2 separate regions of the Mus musculus genome follow, and region 2 is linked to region 1. The links are chromatin contacts, called in public HiChIP or PLAC-seq maps. All regions are on one chromosome and are shown on one strand. The core of a region is the stretch at or near the end of the contact, and the rest is flanking DNA. Distances in the headings are between cores, read along the strand shown. Region 1 has its middle 100 kb from the start of Gm14635. Region 2 overlaps Gm14635 (predicted gene 14635).

What was found. HiChIP or PLAC-seq counts read pairs in DNA pulled down with a chosen protein or histone mark.
Region 2: a contact with region 1 is called in an H3K27ac HiChIP or PLAC-seq map of trophoblast stem cells, with 2.8 times the contacts expected there. The contact joins two enhancer-like sites. A contact is called at or near these places in 1 of 39 promoter capture datasets (liver), 21 of 484 Hi-C or Micro-C datasets (the G1E-ER4 cell line, the HL-1 cell line, the N1E-115 cell line and 8 more) and 5 of 115 datasets of contacts at active chromatin or transcription factors (differentiating embryonic stem cells, embryonic stem cells and trophoblast stem cells).

What each region holds. Positions count from the first base shown.
Region 1 is chrX:12,249,768-12,257,115 of GRCm38.p6, reverse strand. No RefSeq gene overlaps it. Among named protein-coding and RNA genes, the nearest start is that of Gm14635, 100 kb to the left of the region's middle. Within about 2 kb of position 4,790, at least 125 of the 459 cell types and tissues checked have an H3K27ac peak or open chromatin away from gene starts, as enhancers often do. A contact at or near this core is called in the N1E-115 cell line and trophoblast stem cells, where this site is marked.
Region 2 is chrX:12,338,592-12,345,939 of GRCm38.p6, reverse strand. It overlaps Gm14635 (predicted gene 14635), which reads left to right. Exons shown (of 4, transcript NR_045321.1): 2 at 2,602-2,677; 3 at 3,636-3,772; 4 at 5,079-6,161. Among named protein-coding and RNA genes, the nearest start is that of Gm14635, 13 kb to the left of the region's middle. Within about 2 kb of position 4,384, at least 21 of the 459 cell types and tissues checked have an H3K27ac peak or open chromatin away from gene starts, as enhancers often do. A contact at or near this core is called in the N1E-115 cell line and trophoblast stem cells, where this site is marked.

The DNA of each region.
Region 1 (7,348 bases), core at 3,541-6,040:
ATTAAAACTGCTGTATGAGGCTGAAAGGACCACCCTAGACACGTATGTTCTCTTTTCCTTGTTTCTGCCACCCTCTCAAGCCTGGCCTCCCCTCACAGCCTCGGCATAAAGAAGGTCTGCCTTCTCTTCATCCCACTTCTTCCTCCTGGCAGGTAGCCAGCCAAATCGTCCAAAGTAGCAGTGAAAAGACGATAAAGAAAACCTAGTCATCCTCTATTTGGAGATAGGAGGCGAGTGCTTTTATGAACCCTAGCATTCCCCCCGCCCCGGGGGTCTTTCCAATGGTGTGATCTATGTGGAAGACTCCCTAGGACAAAGCGAGGTTCAGTGCACATGGGCTTAGGTCCAGTAGACCCTCCATTGAGAAAAGAGAAATTGACCCTTCAAAGAGAAAAGAATACTGTAGGTATGGGTTTCATCTGCTACCCGAGAATGGCTCTCATCCTCATCTCACCCAAGGCAAGCCTAGAAGAGAGGCTGACTCTGGCACTTCAAGGTTGTCTTCTATGAAAACCGTGAGGAATGTTTAATGAAACTGGAACATACCAGAGCATTCTGCTGCTTCAACAGGGCCTTGCTCCTATTTCACACAGCTGGGATAGACTGCTTTTTTTTTTTACCAGAGCTGGTAGGCTAGCCCACTAGAGGTGCACCTAGTCTCAATTACCATGGAGGTCACCTCTTCCATGTGGGGCCAGTTTGAGATTCCCTGCTTTTCTAGGCTTTGGGACCTGGAATGATCATAACCCAAAGTTATTGGTTTAGGAGATTTTGTTTGTTTCCTTGAAGTAATTTAAAAAATTCATCTTATGTACTTGTAAATCGTGTCTTTTGTTAAAATGTTGCAAGTAGATAGGCATGGTAACACACATCTTTTATCCTAGGTAGCACCTAGGCAAAGGTGGGTGGATCTCTGTGAGTTCAAGCCAGCCTAGTCTATAAAGTAAGCTCCAGGCCAACTGGAATGTGCAGGTGGTGGGTGGCTGGTTGGCTATGAGTGGATAAACAGAAGATAGCTGGATAGATAGATAGATAGATAGATAGAGGGACAAATGAGTGTGCACTTTTGTGGGTGGAGGATAGATGGATGTACAGACAGATGGATGGATGGGTGGACTTGTTGTCCACTGTGCTAAGGCACTTCCCCTGTGACTATCCTTACACTGAAGCTAACAGTTCTCAAAGGTTTAGGCCGTAGGGCCTCTTTATTTCTTCCTTTATTATTAAGGATGCCAAAAGCTTTTTCTCAGTACTTCCTACATTAAATGTGAAAATGAAGGTTCTGGAGAGATGGCTTGATGCTTAAAGAACAATCCCCAGAACTCACACAAGGGCCCACAAGCATCTATCTATAACTAGTACCAAGAGATCCAACACCTTTTGACCTCAGCAGACACGTAGTGCCCAGATATGCTTGTAGGCAAAACACTCATACACATAAAACAATGATTCAAGCAAACAAACAAACAAACAAAACACAAAGAAAGAAAAATCAAATGGGAACAATGTTTGTATATCTGATCCTCTCTTCTGAACTTTGCAGGCACCTGTGCTCATATGTGCACATAACCACACACACACACAAACACAAGCATATAATTAAAAGTTAAAAATACATCGTTAGGACCAGAGAGATGGATGACTCAGTGGGTAAAGGCATAAAGATGACTATATGAAGTTGAGCGCATTTGTGCCTGACAGCCTCTAAGATTGCCCATAATCCCCACCTTCCATCTGACACCCGGTGGTTGAAAGCAGCAGCCATCTCCTCTCCCAGAGGAGCTCCAAGATACAGGATTGGAGCGCTGGACCGCACCTTTGTTCCACTCTCTGGAGAGTGTTCACACCCAGAGCTAAACTCACCCAGCAAGGTGGCTCCTGTTTCAGGGACCCACACAAAACCATGGGAAAGCAAACACATTTGTTACTCTCAGCCACTAAATACTGGCATAATTTGTAACCTAACAATAGATCATTAAGGTACGTGGTGCCATCAACAGCATATTTTGATTAAAAAAACATTATGAACTAACCAGTACCCCGGAGCTCTGGACTCTAGCTGCATATGTATCAAAAGATGGCCTAGTCGGCCATCACTGAAAAGAGAGGCCCATTGGACACACAAACTTTATATGCCCCAGTACAGGGGAATGCCAGGGCCAAAAAATGGGAATGGGTGGGTAGGGAAGTGGGGGGCGGGGAGGGTATGGGGGACTTTTAGGATAGCATTGGAAATGTAATTGAGGAAAATATGTAATAAAAATATTAAAAAACAAAACAAAAACAAAAACAAAAACAAAAACAAAACAAAAAAACCAAAAACCAACCAACCAAAAAAACAAAACAAAACAAAACAAAAATCCATGCAAATAGGGGTTGGCAAGATGGCTGAGTGGTTAAGGTTAAGAGAACCTGTTGCTCTCCTAGAGGACACTGGTTGTTCCCCAACATGGAGGTTGGGCCACTCACAGTCACTCCACCTCCAGGGAGGCTCTGCGGAACTCCACTGAACTGATGTGGTAGCTCCCACCTTTAATCTCAGCCAGCACTTGGGAGGTGGAAACTGCTGGGAGTTCAAGACCAGACTCAGTTACATAGTGAATTCCAGGACAGCTTGGGCTACAGAGTGAGATCCTGTCTCAGAAAAATCAAAACTAAACAACAAACCACAAAAATATGAATAAATAATAAAAAAACACTTTATTTTTCCAACCCCCCCCCAAAATCTAGAAAGTGACATATTGTACATTTCATAAACCTCTTTGGTGTCTGGAGTATTTATTTATTTCTATTGCTGTACCGAGGATGAGCCCAGGCTTTGGTTTTGTTACTTTCAGTCACTAAATGTTGGTATAATTTATAGCATAACAATGGGTAATTAAGGTGTATAGTAACCTTCTGGCATCAGTCTAGATTCCAGCTCCTGAACGTTTCCCTTTTTTTTTTTTTTTTTTTTTTTGGTTTTTCGAGACAGGGTTTCTCTGTGTAGCCCTGGCTGTCCTGGAACTCACTCTGTAGACCAGGCTGGCCTCGAACTCATAAATCTGCCTGCCTCTGCCTCCCGAGTGCTGGGATTAAAGGCGTGTGACACCATGGCCCGGCTCCATTTCCCTTCTTAATTCTAAAAATTGCATTTATGGGAGCTGGAGAGATGGCTGTCTGCTCTTCCAGAGGACCCAGGGTTCAAGTCACAACACCCACATGGCAGCTTACAACTATCTGTAATTCCATTCCCAAGGGATGGAACACCCTCTGGTCACCTCATACGCAGGCAAAACACCCATGCATATAATGTAAATGACATATAAATGTTATATGTATGTTTGTGCTCACGTGCCCCGGCAGTCAGGAGATAACCTGTGGAAGATGATTTTCCCCCTCCACCATGGGAGTCCCGTGCGTGGAAAGAACTCAGGTCCTCAGACTCGGTGGTGGCAAGCATCTTTCCTCTTTCTTTCTTTCTTTCTTTCTTTCTTTCTCTCTCTCTCTCTCTCTCTCTTCTTGACAGCTGCTGGAGCATCCACTAAGTTGGGGTACTGACATGTCGCCTTAGATTAATGAAAACCCAGCCTCCCCTAGGTTTGTAATCACAAAAGCCTTTTCAGAGGTCCTGGATCTCAGGGCCCTGATTATCAGAGGGATCCTGGAACCACACTGTGGGCACTACTGACCTAGATAACCAGGACACACAGCCTTCCCTCCAAGAATCTAGCTCTAGATCCTCCCCCACTTCTATTTTCCTGTTTGAGATCTTTGTTATTTGTTTAATGATTGGATTGTGACTGATGCCACCCAGGAGGCATTGTCCCCAGTTAGAAGGCATGATGAACAAGTCCCCAATCTTGCCTGTGTGGTCTCCAAGATATTAAACAAAAGGGGGAGGGTGCCCACCTTGAAGATCTATGGTGAAAGCTGAGCTCTCTTTGGGGTGAGGAGGCTGGAGGACCTTGTTCTATCAAGGAGAGATTCTGGTGTTCCTGTCAAGTCTGTGAGGAATATTCGGGGATTTCCCCCTCTCTGTCCCTTTCCTGCACCACCAACCACCTCTCTCCCCACCCCTCCTGTGTCACCTCCACACTGCCCTCCACCCCCACCCCCACTCCCCGTGGAAAGTTTACACTGTTTTCAGCCAGGAGAATTGTCCCTGACTAGTTCGTCAGAGAAACGCACGCAGCTGTAGCAAAGACTAAAAATAGTCTCCTCCGTGACCAGTGTCTTCCCACGTCCTTTTCTCCACGCTTGCCTCCTTCTCAGTCCCCACCTTCAGCGGAGGCAGGAAGGTCCTGGGAGGGTGTGAGCCCGCTGGGACCTGCCAGACTCCCTAGTCTCCCCTCCCAAGCAGCACGAGTGTCCGATTCTATTTTGCAGTGACCTCCGCCTTGCCACGCCCAATTCCAGAGAACCCGTATCTCCTCAGCGGGTGGAAGGCTAGCCCGCTTGGGCTGCAGATTTTTCCGGCACTTTAAAGGTTAAACGGGAAGCCTGGGGTGGGAGGAAGAGCCGTCCGGTGCTATGCGCGCAGGCTCCAGGCGGTGTCCCCAGCGTCGCTCTTTCTCCTTGAGGCCAAAGATGGAATCCGAATGCGAAGGTTCGTCTTTCCAGTTAGCTGTGTTGAGCCACCCAGCCAGCAGCGGCTCAGCTCGCCAGAGCCAAAGCGTTGTCTCGCTTGCCTTCCGGGAGGTGGCTTTTTTTTTTTTTTTTTTTTTTCTCAAGCGCGACCTGGGAGTTCGATGTGTGGCCAGGACCTGCCTGGCCTCTCTTTGCCCTGGTATCCTGGGACATGCGCCTGACAAGACCCGCCACCTCCTGCATTTCAGGGGTAGCTTGTGGTGTCCAGTGACCTTTGCCACTGTGTACTGCTGCAGTTTCGAAACAGCAAAAAAAAAAAAAAAAAAAAAAAAAAAAAAAGGAACTTTGCCAAACCACACAAAACTTCAAACCGCACCAGCTCCAACTGGGCACGCCCGGAGAAAGCTGCCTTTATCTGCCCCCTCTCTCCTCCTCTGGTCTCACAGTTGACTGGGGCTGGTGAAAGCCACTGGAACACTTTATCCCTCCCACTCATCTTCCAGCCCCGCGAAGATCCTGGATTGTTCTGGAAGCCAAGCCCAATCCGGCTTCCACCCAGCTGGGGGATCTGAGAGCCACCTGCCAGGCCCGTCACTTCACAATGAGTTTCCATTGTGTGGAAGAAAGCTGGGTGGATTCGAGCCAGCCGAGAGGGAGAAGAGTTGAAAGGTTTGGGTCCAAGAGAGTAGTGAAGGGGAGAGTTGAAAGATTTGAGCCTTGAGGGGAAGGAGCAATCTGTCCAGAGCTTGGTGGGGCTCGAAGACTCCACACAGCTCTGTTTTTCTCTGACCCTAAAGACTTTCTGCTCCTCCCTCAGTGGCTAGCAGAGCCCCCAGAGCCCCTGGGCTGAGACTGCGGCTCCAAACCTACCATTGGGTTTTGAAATCCACCACACACACACACACACACACACACACACACACACACAACCCCCGGGTAATTCCGGGACAAAATTGCCTTTCTTTCCAGGTTTTTCTCTGGAAACTTTGGTTTAGTTCCCTTAAGACCAGAGTCTCAAGTAGCCCAGCCTAGCCTCAAATATGGCTACTATTCAGATTACAGGCAAAATACCACAGGCTAGCTTCTCTGAAAACTCTTAAATGCCCATCCCACAGCAGTGAGCATGTTCGTCATTCCCCAGAGAAAGAGATCTGTCTTCAGGTCGATCTTCAAACTTGCTGGCAGAGGGACAGAAGAGAAGGCTTCACAAATATAACCAATTAATAGGGAGGTAGTAATCCTAGTGTCCATGGTGGGCACGGGGCTGGGAGTGGCCTTTGGCAGCTGACTTTCTCTCTTCCCAGGTGTTTGTGGCACCTCTGTGGTGCCAGTCATCACTCTGCAAAGAGGTGGGATTCTCGCTCCCAAACAAGCAAACACCAGTTCAGCCTTGAGGACGCAGATGACCCACAGGAATAATCGGAAGTCTCTCAGGCTGCTTTCTGCCCCAGTAACTCTATGTAAAACTAGGACTAGGAGCTGGTAAAATGTGAGGTGGCTTCCACTCACAGCTAGTCCTGGGTGCAAACGGACATACCCTTTCTTGGAAACTGCCAGCAGTCTGCAAGGGCCTTATAAACAGTGTACTAGGCAGCGCCCACTAGCCCACAGCATTCCATCAACACCCGGCCCACAAGCGTGGAGTGTCATCAACTCCCGCAGCTAGAATCCAATTGCAGGGAACAGAGAATGTTTCCAGCTATTTTAAGCAAGAATAGGAAATTACTCCAGGAAATTAGGTGCTCACAAAATTCCTGGAAGGCCCGAGAGGAACAGTCTCTGAACTCACAAGACACTACCATTGAATTGGTCCCCAAGATTGCCGCCCTCTCTGCCACTAGCAGGAAAGTGAGAAGCAGGGGAGTTGGGGGGTGGGGTGGGGGCGGGAGCTGCACTGATTGCAGATTGCAGCTGAGATCTAATGATTAGGATCCCATGCCACCACGGCCTTTCTCAAGAGCCACAAGAGCCTGTGCCTCTACCCACAAGAATCAGCGGCTGAGCAATTGCCAAAATATTGTCACACATAACCCCACATACCCTCCCCCTACCCCCAACCACACAGTGTGTCCAGCGACTGCAGCCAGAGCCGAAGACAGTCTGCTTCATGCCTTCCTTCCAAACCTCACACAAATGTATCTAATTGTCAAAATTGAATTCTCATCCGCAGCCCCAGCTGCAAAGGTGTCTGGGAGATGTAGTTTTTAGATTTCCATCCTTCGGAGTAAGAAGGCTTCATAGCACAGGGTTAGAAAGGAGGTGGAGGACCTGATACCACACCTCCATTTTACAGCTAAGGAAGCTGAGGTCCCAAGGAGTTAAGGAATGCACCAGGGTCACATGGCTGGTGAACAGGGTCTTTCAGTTTCTACACTACAAACCCCATACTCTTGTGCATTACACACACCCAGCGGCTTCAGTGCACTTGGAGCTTTCGCAATCTTGGAGCATGTCTTTGCCCAAGAACTCAGAGCAGAGTAGAGGCCACCACACTACACGTGCCACAGGCTCAGAGGCTGGATGGTAGGCAGTGAAATACAACTGAGACCCAAAGACCAGAAGCAGCTCATGTAAGGTTGCTAGGAGAAGGGATTGAAAAAGGAAACGCAAGGTTTCTAATTGTAGCTATTCTCCTTTGCCCCAGGAGTAGTTGGACAGCCAACCACCATTCAGGCCCTGCTGCCACATTCACAGAACCCTCCTTATTTGTTGCCCATCAGAGTTAAAACTACCAGACAGCTACTCTTCCAGTTGTCTTCGGCTTAGGGTCAACTGATCA
Region 2 (7,348 bases), core at 3,135-5,634, 89 kb before region 1:
GTACTTGTTTATAAATATAAAATGGACTGAGAAACACCCCACCCTTTGGTCTGGAAGTGTAGCATAATCACAAAGCACTGCCTAGCAAACACAGGTTCTGGGCTCCATCCCTAACACTGGAGGGGGGGGGGGACCCTTCCACCCTTGGTATCTAACATTCCCCAGTATCTGAAGGGACTTTCATTACCAACCATTTCTCCAAGGCTGTCTGATAGCTCTGACCCATCATTAGCAAGGATCCTCTTAACAGTGTACCCAGATCCCCGCTTATGCCTGAAGCCACCTCTTAGTTCTTTTCCATCCTCGTTTCTTGCCTGTAGATCATTCAGGCTTGAACCTGATTTATCTCCCCACCGTAAGACACCCCTGTACCCCGCTGCCGAGGTCCCTGTATCTACTGCGATAGCTCTGAACACAAGCTTGGCCTAGTGACCTTCAATAGGGGTCACCTTTTTCTTTTTCTTTTTAAATGTAGTCCCTTTAACTCCACCTAACCTAGATGATCCTCATGACAGGCCTCTGAGGTCATCATCCGGACCTGGGTTAAGAAATGCAGAAAGTGAGGCACAGGGCAGAGATAAGTGATTTGCCTGAGGTAGCCTAGCTATAATGAGTGTGGAAGGCGGAGCTAGCTCTGGGGCCCTAATTCTCTGCCAGGTGCAGTTCAGTTTAGGAATGAGTTTGTTTTAAGAACAACCTGGGGCTCTTTCTTCTGCCAGAGCCTTCCTCTCAGCCATATCAGCACAATCAGGCAGGGGAAAGCACCAGAAGGTCCTGCATCCTCCTTCTTGTCCTCTGGGGCGTGTTTCCCAGCTGCTCAGGGCCTGCTGCTGTTCCCTAAAGAGCCGCCTCCATGCCTTTTCCTGAAACATCCGCATTCCTTCTTCCACCTTCAAAAGAACTGCCCTGTCACGGCACACAGGTGAGCTCGGTCCCTCCCAGGGCCACCTGCCTTTAATACCAGGTTGTGACAAAGTGATAAGACCTATCATGTGACAGTTAAAGTATTCATGCCAGAGCCCCCGATGATTCAGCCATTCACTCCTCCGGCCATTCCGCTATTATCCATAGAACATTCCTGATGCTGGGAATTGAAACACAGACCGTCTTTGTGCATAATTTTAAAAAAGTAATAATAATTACAAGCTATATCCACTCTGTAGAAATAATACTTCAGATGTCTAATTAGGGGGCTTAGTTTTTTGGGGGGTTGTTTGTTTTTTGTTTTTTGGGAGGCGTAGGACAAGGTGTCATTATAAGAGTTTGAGGCTAGGCTGGCCTCAAACTCTTGACAATCTCCTGCCACCGGAGCACTAGGATATAGGGCTATATGGCTACAGTGAGCTTCAATAGTTGAATTTGGATTTTCTGCCTTTAAAAAGTCCATGAGGGGGCTGGAGAGATGGCTCAGAGGTTAAGAGCACTGACTGCTCTTCCAGAGGTCCTGAGTTCAATTCCCAGCACCCACATGGTGGCTCACAACCATCTGTAATGAGATCTGATGTCCTCTTCTGGTCTGCCCGAAGACAGCAATAGTGTACTCACATACATAAAATAAATAAATCAATCTTTAAAGAAAGAAAGAGCTGGGCAGTGGTGGCGCATGCCTTTAATCCCAGCACTTGGGAGGTAGAAGCAGGTAGATTTCTGTGTTCGAGGAGGCCAGACTGATCCATGACAAAAGTCTATGAGATCATTCATGATTTATTATAGGACAGGTTTTTTTGTACAGGGATTTTGCCCAGCTCTAGGTTAATGTAAGTGTTAGGATACAGTGGGCTGACACAAAGAGTTGAAGGGGCTTGCAGCCCCATAGGAAGAACAACAATATGAACTAACCAGTACCCCCAGAGCTCCCAGGGACAAACCCACCAACCAAAGAATACACATGGTGGGAATCGTGGCTCCAGCTGTATATGTAGCAGAGGATGGCCTTGTGGGAGGTTCTATGCCCCAGTGTAGGAGAATGCCAGGACCAGGAAGCAGGAGTGGGTGGGTTAGTGAACAGGGGTACTGGGGAGGGGATAGGGGGCTTTGGGGGGGGGTGGAACCAGGAAAGGAGATAACAGTTGCAATGTAAATAAAGAAAACATCTAATTTTAAAAAAAGGGATACAGTGGGCTAAGCTACAATTGGCAGTAGGTAAGATGGCTTGTTATTGTTATTTTGTTTGTTTGTTTGTTTTTTGAGACAGGGTTTCTCTGTGTAGCCCTGGCTGTCCTGGAGCTCACTTTGTAGACCAGGCTGGCCTCAAACTCAGAAATCCGCCTGCCTCTGCCTCCTGAGTGCTGGGATTAAAGGTGTGTGCCACCACACCCGGCTTGTTATTGTTATTTTTAATATTTATTTATTTGTGAGAACACTGTTGCTGTCTTCAGACACACCAGAAGAGGGTGTCAGATCCCATTACAGATGGTTGTGAGCCACCTTGTGGTTACTGGGAATTGAACTCAGGACCTCTGGAAGAGCAGCCAGTTCTCTTAACCTCTGAGCCATCTCTCCAGCCCCTGTTATTGTTATTTTTGTTGTTATGAGACAAGACCTGGTGTATCACAGGCTGGCCTTGAACTCTAAAACTAACTGTGTAACTGTACTACTTAGATTTTGTCAACGAGGCACAAGCTAGAGTCAACTCGAAAGAGAACATCACAACTGACAAAAGGCCTCCATCAGGATGGTAAGCAGTCTGTGGGGGCATTTTCTTAACTGATGATTGATGTGGGAGAGCCCGGTCCACTATTGGAGATGCCACCTGGACACGTGGTCATGTGATCCTGGGTTATATATGAAGCAAGCTGAGGAAACTGTGGGGAGTGAGCCAGAAGGCAGTATTTCTCCATGAGTTCAGCTTTGGTCCATACTTCCAGGTTCCTTTACTGACTGCCCTTCATTATAGACTATTGACTGGACAATTAAATGAACCCCTTTCTCCACAGGTTGCTTTTGATCACGATATCTATCACAGCAACAGAAAACCAACTAGAGCAGGAGCTGGCCTCAAACTTCTGATCCTCCAGCCTCCACCTCCCAACTCTTGAGATTACAAGCATATGTCCCCATGTCTCACTTATACAATGCTGGGACTCAAACTTAGGACTTTGATCATGTTAGTCAAACAACTAAACTTTTACAAAAGCTTTATTTTATGTGCATTGGTGTTTTGCCTCCACCTATCTTTGAAGGTGCTGGATCCCCTGGAATTGGAGCTACAGATAGTTATGAGCTGCCATGTGGAGGCTGGGTATTGAACCTAGATCCTCTGGAAGAGGAGTCGCCCTCTTAACCATTGAATAATCCCTCCGGCCCCTGCACAAACTTTTAACTTGAGCTATTTTCAACTCAGGGTGGCATTACTTGAATGCTCCCTTATAAATCTGGGGATACCTGCTCAAGGAAACCATAACTGCCGACCTCAAGGGGGTTTACCAAGAAGACTAGGAAACCAGGGAACACAAGCCCAAAATGACAGAGAGCCCACCTGGCTTCACTCCTGCTGCCTAGAGCAGAACCTAGAGCCTGGTAGCTGCTCAATGAGGATTCAATGGATGAATAAATGAATGAATGAACTAAGGAATGAATGTGTGAGTTGGAAGGGCAACCACCTGAGGGATTGCCCTCTTCTCTCTTTCCAACAGAGCCTGGAACACCGAAGCCTGATGTGAATGATATGTCTGTTTGGGGGTTCTAGTTCAATCAACTATGATTACCCAATTGCTAGCACATTTCAGTCTCTCCAACCAGGAAGCCAGCCTCTGAGAAGTCTCCCTGGAAGGTTCGTAGCCCCTCAGGAGGCAGTGGCAAAACACTGTATGTGAAATGAATCAAAAGCTGAAGAAGAGAGAGAGCAGGAGGGGGAGGAAGAGGGGAGGAGGGGAAGAGAGAGAGAGGAGAAAGAGGATTGGCAAAGAAGAGGAGAAGCAAGAAGAAAGGGGGTGCTCATCCATTGTCTCCCCCAGAGCTTTCCTGGGTGTAGCTCTGTAAGTTCCTTAACAAGAAATTCCTGAGTCCTATACGCAACCTGGCTGTGGGGGCAGGGGAAGCTTGGAATCCAGAAGGGGAAGCCTGGAGGCCAGGGCAAATAAGAGGAGGCCTGGGAGGCCAGGGCAACCTATTAATCACAGGAAGCAAAGAGCCACTGCTGACTTGCTTGCCTCTGGGGTAGGGGCTGGGGATGGTTTTTCTCTGACTACGTGATGCAGGGCAGGAATTGGGATCAAGGGTTAGGGTCTGGTGTTGGTAAATCAGACTTCAGATCTCTCCAATCACCATGCAGGTCTTGGTTTTTTTTTTTTTTCAAATGGAGAATGAGCCATCCTTCTTATCTCCATAAATAACAGGGCCCAGCTGCCCTGGCTTCTAACTCTGATGACTCCACTCGCTATCTGATGGAGAAAGGAATGAGGTAGAAGGCTTGGAGTGTGAGTGGTTAGCTTGATTGCTAGCCCAGGGCCTCCTCTTGAGCCCAGCTGGAGGAGAACAAAGGAACAGGGCTTTCTCTTAATTGCTGCTCAAGGTTTTCTGGGACACAGGGAACGTAGCCAGGAATTCAGCCAGGAAGGTTCTAGGTTTATCTACGGGTACAAAGTTGCCGCCTCCCTTTTCAGCTCCCCCTTTCTCCCCTGATCTTCCCAGGTCAGCCCCTAGAGATCATAGGAGACTCTGGCAGGCTTTGCCATCTCTGGCTTCCCTGAAAGCCACCCCCATCTCAGTGTTTGCACAGTGCCTCCTCTTGATGTCCTTTACACTGCCCCCCACACACACACACACAACTTAAACACCACAAGGAATTGTTCCCATCATCCCTAGGCAGATATCTTCAGTTCCTTAGCTCTCTCTGTATGCTTTAGGGAGAATCCATCAGCCCTAGTTACCACCTACTCCAGCCTACACTCATTCCCTACACACTGCTGGGGCCCACTCTAACTTAACGGTCATGGCACTCATTTGAACTAAATGCTACTCAGCCATTAGCCTATATCTTGCTAGTTATTGCCCTGGTGACAGTCTCCTAGGTGACAACTTCCCACTTCCTCCACACTCTGACATCTCCTTGTCCTCCGCCCTTTCTTTCCTTGCAGATGACGGTCTTGCTTCCTAGCTCATTCAACAAACTGAAGCCATCCCCAGCCTCCGCCACCACACCCTCCAGCCTGCCTTCCCACTTTCCACTGAGAATGAACTGTCACGTCCCAGCCAACACCGTCCCCACTCATCCATCCGTGCACAGCTGGCTCCCGCAGGCCTCTCCTTTCCCTGCATAGCCAATTATTCCCTCAGCTCTGCTGCACTCTGCTGCAAATGAACCTCTCATTTTTTTCCCATCTCAAAAATTATAGCCTGCGCGGCAGCACACACCTATGATTCCCAGCTCATAGAAGGCAGACTAGGAAGAGGAGTTCAAGGTCATCCTTAGCTACATAGCAAGTCTGAGGCCAGCCTGAGCTACGTGAGACACTATATAAGTACAATTGGAACCTAACTGCTGAGCAGAGCAAAGAGGTAAGAAAAGCTGAGAGGGTTGAGCAGTTCTAACCACCCCCATCCAGAACACAGCCTTTGATCCTCGAAAGACATGCTTTCCAGAGTGTACACCTACTCAGTGGACCAGGAGACTGTTTCGGGAGCTGAGAAGCAGAACAAACAGATAAATATTTGCATCAAGCACTTTACCCACTGAGCTGCCTCAGAAGCCAAGAGCTTGTCTCCTTTTCGTCGTGAGAGATAAAACATATAGCAAAATGATGAGAGCAGTAATGTTCCCATGGCCCAGAAACTCTCTGCTTTCGTACATCCCCGAAGGTAGTCAGAGCTAGGACTCAAAGAATAAAATAAAAAAATAAATAAATAAAAAAATAAAGCATGGTAGCAGCTTTATTCACAAACAGCAGAAGTATGGAAGCGGTCAGCATTCTTCCACAGAGAGCAAAGCAGGCTATAGCCACAGTGTGAAATAATATCCAAGCTCACAAAAGAATGAATTGCTGGTATGTGTTACAGCGTGGATGGATCTTCAAATCTCCATGCTGGCAATATTTTTAGTGTACTTGACATTGCTGTACATTTCAATAATTCACTCCTTTTTGGTGGTAAGATTACGTTGTATACCATGCCCGTGTCTGCTCCTATGTCTCTTTTTAAATTATTTACACTTGTTTACCATTTACTTCTTTTTGGTGTCAATTTGTGTGTGCACGGTGGGGGGTGCAGAAATGAGCAATGGCGTGCACACGAAGGTCATAAAACTATGGGGTCAGCTCTCTCTTTCTGTTATGCAGGTCCCAGAAATAGAACTTGAATCTCCCTTTGACCATGTAAGTCCCAGGGATGGTACTCAGGACATCAGGTGTGGGGGCAACCACCTTTACCTGTCGAACCATCACCTAGCCCTTCATTTATTTTTTTTTCTTGATTGGCATTTGAGATATTCCAAATTTGGAATATTGTGACTAAAACTGCTAAAGCAGATAGACAGACAGACAGACAGACACATACATACGTACATGAATACATGAGTAAATTCTGAGTCAAAGAAACCAGACCAATAAGAACAAATATTGTATGATTTTTGTTTATGTGAAATGTCTAAATAGGCAAATTCACAGAGGCAAAAACAAGCCTAGCGAATTCCCAGTGCTGAGGAAAAGGCAGAGTGGGGCTTGGTTACTGCTTAGAGTTACGCAGTTTATTTTTAGAGTAAGAAAACATTTTGGAAAGCTGGGAGTAGTAGAGCATTCCTGTGATCCTTGCACTCAGGAAATGGAGACAGGAGGATCAGAAGTTCAGTGCCAGTCTTGACCATATCATGTGTTTGAGGCTAGCCTGGGCTACTTTCTATTTTAAAAGAAGAGAAAAAAAGAAAAGGAAAAATGTTTGGAAGCAGATGGAGGGAGATGGTAGCTATACCACACTGTGAATATGCATAATACTATTGAGTTGTATTCTGTCTTAGTTAGGGTTTTATTGCTGTGAACAGACACCATGACCAAGGCAAGTCTAATTTAATTGGGGCTGGCTTACAGGTTCAGAGGTTCAGTCCATTATCATCAAGGCAGGAGCATGGCAGCATCTAGGCAGGCATGGTGCAGGAGGAGCTGAGAGTTCTGTCTTCATCTGAAGGCTGTTAGCAGAATACTGACTTCCAGACAACTAGGATGAAGATCTTAAAGCCACACCCAGTGATCTACTCTAACAAGGCCACACCTTCTAATAGTGCCACTCCCTGGGCTGAACATACACAAACCATCACATATACAAAAAAAAATTAAAAGCTCAAATGTCATATTTTATGTTACAAATATTTTGCTACAAAAAAATTAGTGGTATACCAAAAACCATGGACTTGTAAACT